Regions from separate parts of the Capsicum annuum genome. Here region 2 is linked to region 1. The links are chromatin contacts, called in public Hi-C maps. All regions are on one chromosome and are shown on one strand. The core of a region is the stretch at or near the end of the contact, and the rest is flanking DNA. Distances in the headings are between cores, read along the strand shown.

Region 1 (2,943 bases), core at 9-2,508:
AGCTAACTCACAGATTCAACGATTTCGATGATGGTAATCCTAATACAACAAGAAACACTAGGTCTAAAGGGGAAATTAGAAATAGAATATGAAATCTTGATGATGCATATATACGATTTAGGTTATAAAATCCTAGACAAATAGCAAGCATCAGCTAAAAGGCAGCATACTCGACGTAATCGCATTGAAAATATCAGCATGAGCACTGTTTTAGCAAAATTGCATAACGATAATTACAAGACAACCCCTAGGACCATCACGACCATCTATAGAAGACGAAAACCAGCCTTATTCATAATTACCAAACAAATTATTAACTAATTCTACGGAAAAGGAGAGGGATGAGGTAGAAAGTGATGAATTTAAAGGAGTACGAGTACATTTACCTCTTCTGGGGCAGCAAAAGGGACGACGAACTTTTAGAATCAACCACCACCCGAACGATGTTGAATTCTTCGTCTTTTGTTCCAAAAAAAAACTCCAATTACCAGCTAAATTCCCAAAGAAGAAACAGAAAAGTCACCGAAAAGAACACTGTATCTTTCTTTTCTGGAACCTTCGAACCCCAAGAGGGAAGAAAAGAGAAAAATCCCCCTTTTCAAAACCAAAAGAAAATTTTTCAACCTAGTTTCTTAAACAATTTCCCAAACGCTAGAATTTCCAACCTATTTTCGAACCCCCGGATTTCCTAACTAAAAATCTCCTAAAAGAAGAGAAAAGCCCCCCTAAAATAGTGACCTAAGGGTCTTTATATAGAAGACGAAATCGGGGGTAAATCGGGAATTTTTAAAGGAGATTTTGAAATTCGAAATTTCCATCCCCTACGGTTTCTCCCTCCAAACCAGTGCTAATTTGGATATTTTTCCACGCCATCCCAAATAAGCCAACAAATAGAAAAGAAAATTCATTCCAACCAATGAAAAATTGCCAAAAACGTACGAATTCGTACCTGTCATCCAGAGATTCGCAGGATTTGAACGTTGGGGGTGACACCTGGCTTGTTCTAGAAGATTTTTGAATTATTTCTCGTCTTACGAATGCGTGAGATGCATGGGTACAGCTGGGTCGGGTCATTTCATGGATATTAGGTCGCGCTGAAGTTGGTTCATGTTGAAAATGGGTTAGAAAGAAATGGGTCGGCGGGGATCGAGTCCTGTTCGGGTCAAAATTATTGTCGTGTTGTCGATGAAGAAGGTTATCGCGATTTGGAATTGGGTGTTGTTGATGTTGATAACTGCTTCTTTGTTGAAGATAAAAGGAGCGGGCCGGGTCAGTTTTTTGTGAAGGTGGGCTGGGGCGGTGATGGCTTGGTGATGAAGGGTGTTAAATTGTTGTGTTGGGCCAATTCTTTGTGGTCCAATTTAAAAATGGAAGGGATAGAAAATTGGCCATTTAAAGAATGACTAATTTAGATTAAAACTTTAGTAAATTTATTCAAATGCTAACCTAATTAAATATCAATTGGTCAATTGCATTGCAATCGTGGTCAATTTGATTTTAATTATGCTCATTTTAAATAAATCTACTAAATTGGATCAAAGCTCGGAATAGATTAACTACCGATTTAATCCCGAGCTTCTTGATTTAATAAAATCAAACACATATTTATCCAAATAAATTATTTTTGAGATTAAATATATTTGAATCAAGACTTTAATTATTAAATTTATTTTCCAAATAATCCTTAATTTAAAGTCCAATTTTGATAAAAATGTTCATTTAAATGACATCATTTATACAATCCTGTATATGCAAATACGAAAATATATAATTATCACTTAAATGATAAATTTAAACCAAATGCATATTTTAAAATGTGTTTATTTAGAAAAAATATTTGTTGTGGTTTTATTTGAAAATTTAAAGAAGCCCGAGATTAAACGTAGTTGTGGAGGGCAAAAATTAGGTGTCAACAAAGAGTACTGGCAATTATACAACTAATAAGATCAAGGTGTAAAATCTCCTAATAATTATACTATTGTGTCTGTGAGCAGTTAAATTTTATTAAATTAAAATTCGTACGAAATTTGAATAATATTAAATTCAAAATATATTAGTCCTGAATAAATATTGGGGATTAAAATAATTGGATTAATTTTTAAGTCCAAACATGCATGGATTTAATCAAGTGTAAACAACAGAAATCCCATGTAATATGAAAGTATTTACATAATATACTCATATACTCATATAATCATACATTCGTAGCTTTATTATACATCGTTTGATGTATGATAAAACTGTTTTTCCTACAATTAAGGAAAGAAAAATCAGAAAATATATTCCTATTCCTTAAATTACGACATTAAATACCTAATTAAGTAGTGTATGAGTTAATATAGGAACTGAAATTTAAATTTAAAAAATAACTCCTAAACATTACTGTTAACATTCATCATTATTGGAATACATTTTTGAGGAAAAAAAAAGTTGGCTTCATCTTTCTCTCATCACTGTTGAAACACATTTTTGAGAAAAAAAAAGTTGGCTTCTTTCTTGATTTCTGAAAAAAAAGAAAAAAAGATGAACATCCCCATATCGTTGCGTTATTCTGGTATCTGGGAGTCGGAAATTAGTTATAAATCATACAAAAGTGATGTCATTATTGTTTCTGAAAGTATTAACTTTCTGAAATTGATTGCGACGATAGCAATGGAATTGAATGTTGAAAATGTTCGAAAAAAATTGAAATTAAATACATCGCTGATGGTAATTCTTCTCCAATTATCATAAGGAATGATAATGGAGTGAAGGTTTACATAATTTTTTTTTATCATACTCCATTCTTCAATTCGCTTAAAATCAATATGAACATCCTCAAATCAATATCGGAGATGGAAAAATATATTGCAGAAAATTGATATTATACAAATTGAAGATATTTAAAAATGTAAATTAACATCCAACAAGAATAATTGTAACTGTTTAACATAAACTACAAAA
Region 2 (2,980 bases), core at 361-2,860, 66 kb after region 1:
ATCTACATGCGAATTAAAATTTTCAGGTGACAATTACCTTTAAAATTTTTCAATCGAATTTTGTTTGACAAAAGAAAAACTTAGATTTTCTCCTTCAAATTTTGTTTGATAGAAAAACTTGTAGGTTTTTCATCGAATTAGTTTGGTTGAAAAACTTGTAGAGAATTAGGTTAGCGGTAAATTCTTTTGCAAATTTTTAATAATTTTTTTTAACTTAATTTAGATTTTTCTTGTTGTTTATAAGAAGTAGATCTGAATAAATGAATTTGAAGAATTAAATATGTTTATGATTAAGAAAATAATATTTTAACAACCTGGTATGTTAATTAGGAGTGAAGGAGGTTTTTAAAATGTTAAGTATTTTTTGAGGAAAATAGAGATAATTAAATGATACTTTTGTTCTAAAAAAATAAAAATAATATTTGTAGTCACTTATCAAAACATAACTGACTATACGTGGAAATTACCCTATAAAGGTGTTAGCGTCTCGTGAAGTGAAGGGACGGATTAACTTTTAGCTGTACTCCTTTCCATAATTACATATAGTGACCTGAAACTCGTGGAAGGTGTGCATCGTTTAGGTATTAAATAGTTATCGCTTCCTGATTTCATACTCTGAACATATTTTAATAGGTATTTATTTTATTAATTTATTTACTAATTATATAATAATAAATTTCTTTTTGATTTATTAAATTAAATAAAAAATTATGTTTAATAAGAAGTGCAAGTAAAAGAAACAAAGAGGATACATATAACGATCTCAAAATTATGAAGTTAATTTTACATATGATTAGAGTTAGTTTCACGTATAATTATTAAATTTTACACATTATAATAGTAAAATCAAACAGTTATTTTGTATTACATTAAAATAATTAAATTTTACCTACTATATAAAAATATTTTGTACCACATTAAATAAAAACTTATCAAAATTCAAAAGCTCAGTTTGCGTAATGATAAAAAATTCTCTCTCAAAATATCACTTTTTATGAGAGGCTGACTATTCAAAAGGAAAACTTGAGAGGAGAAAAAATAATTTAATTGGTAGAGATTTAATATACTCTTTCTCTTTTTAAAATAATTAATAATCTTTGACTTGACAACTTTCTTAAAAGTATTCACTAAAAAATTATTTTATTAATTATATTTTAAAAATATAAATTTAAATATATTTTTATATATATAATATATTATTTAATCATTTAATAATAAAAAATATTTAAAAAATATAATAAAATTCAGCGGACTAATAGCCTATTTTAATCAATATTCTAAAATCACCTTATTTTAAGAAGTGTTTTTCTTTAAAATATTTTTAAAAAAAGTATTTTTATCGACGAGAAGTTGTTTGTGTTTGATTAACAAGTTTAAAAATAAACAGTTATTGAACATGCTATAAAACGAAACGAGGGAACAAAATCAAATCAGCCAAGTACTAAAAATGATTTTCCAAAAAGCACATTCACTCGGTCTTTCGCTAATCCCATTGGCTAAGAATGACTAGTCAACATTAGGTGTCGCATAGGAACTGACACATATACACATCATCATATCTTTACTTTTCATTAATTAATACATACCCATTCTTAATTTAAACCCAATTTCCTTCTTCCCCTTTAAATAATCACCCTTCACCTTCATCACAACTCTCCTTTTCTCTCAATTTCCTTTTTGATCCAATCTCCCAATTGTTGCTACAAGCAGCTGGCATTTTTTGCCGGTGACTTTCAACGGCGATACTTGTTAATATATATTTTTTTCGGGCTTTGTGCCGTGACGTTTTATTTCTGTAACAATTGGGTTTTGATTGATTGGCTTTATTGGTGAAAATTTTGGTACATAGTAAGAATTTCTAGATTAAATTAGATAATAGAGATTTTGATTTAATCGCCTAGCGTTTTGAATCGAGGCACCATTGATTGATAGAGAAAATTTTCTTTTTGGAAGAACAGAGATCAAAGGGGATTTGTTTAGAACATTGAAGCTGATTTTCATTCATAATTTCTTCATACTGTTTCCCTGGTCTGTGAATTACAAGGTAATGCTCATGTAGAAATGATTGATTTTTTCAGTATGATTTCATTGTTTTTCTATTAATCCGCAAACTTTCTTAATCAATTCGAATATACTATAACAATTTTTCACATTCTTCATGAATATTTCCAATACATTTTGTGATTTTTTGATAACTGTGGTGTTAGTCCTCCCACTAGCATAGGTATCGGATAACTATGTCCACAGAGGCTAGTGCCGATGAGAAGAACAATAATACATTTTGTGATATTCAACTTTCTAAATTATGCTAGGTGTCATAATTATTATCTGAATTCAGATTTCTATATTATGATTAGGTGTCATATTTATTATCTGATTTCAGCTTTATTAATTATGATAGGCGTCATAATTGTGATCTGAACAGAATAAAAGACTAAAAGAAACCCGAGGCTATTTAGATTTCTCTTTTATTTAGGTGCTGGAATAGAAGAAAATTATCGGCTTTGTTGTTTAGGCGAACTGGAATCGCGTTGAATTGATGCCACCTAAAATTGTAATGGGCGTGCGATCTTATCTTTTTCCTAGAAATTAAAGGTTGAATATTAATGGTGGTTCAAAGTTTACAATTTGGCAGGAGGATCGTTAAAGCGAATGAACAGGAAAGATGAGGAATCTCTGCGGGTGAGAGCTGTACCAAACCCGCCTCCATTGCCAGTGGCTTTGACAAGGAGCCGGCAGGAGAGCACATTTGTAGCAAGGAAATCAGCAGTGAGAAAATACTGCTGCGCGCCAACAGCTACAAAGAATACGTGGGATTGCCTCTTTGATGAAGGTGATAGAGCCGACGTTTCAATTAACACAGATAGTGGTGGCATCCTCTACGTGCATGCTAGTATTTTGGTATGTTCTTTACCCAATTGTACTAAAAATATTTTATCTTAGCTGTGGTAATTGTTTTAAGGTGGAAGATATAGTATAA

Evidence for each region. A called contact is a pair of places that touch in the nucleus more often than the background predicts.
Region 2: a Hi-C map of leaf shows a contact between it and region 1, with 4 times the contacts expected there. The contact joins the promoter of LOC107860197 here to the enhancer-like site in region 1. A contact is called at or near these places in 3 of 5 Hi-C or Micro-C datasets (leaf and placenta).

The regions. Positions count from the first base shown.
Region 1 is chr2:144,349,098-144,352,040 of UCD10Xv1.1, forward strand. No RefSeq gene overlaps it. Among protein-coding and RNA genes, the nearest start is that of LOC124896303, 5.8 kb to the left of the region's middle. Within about 2 kb of position 1,259, at least 5 of the 5 cell types and tissues checked have an H3K27ac peak or open chromatin away from gene starts, as enhancers often do. A contact at or near this core is called in leaf, where this site is marked.
Region 2 is chr2:144,414,382-144,417,361 of UCD10Xv1.1, forward strand. It overlaps LOC107860197 (BTB/POZ and TAZ domain-containing protein 4), which reads left to right and starts at 1,611. Exons shown (of 7, transcript XM_047407339.1): 1 at 1,611-1,848; 2 at 1,959-2,044; 3 at 2,636-2,901. The coding sequence starts at 2,653.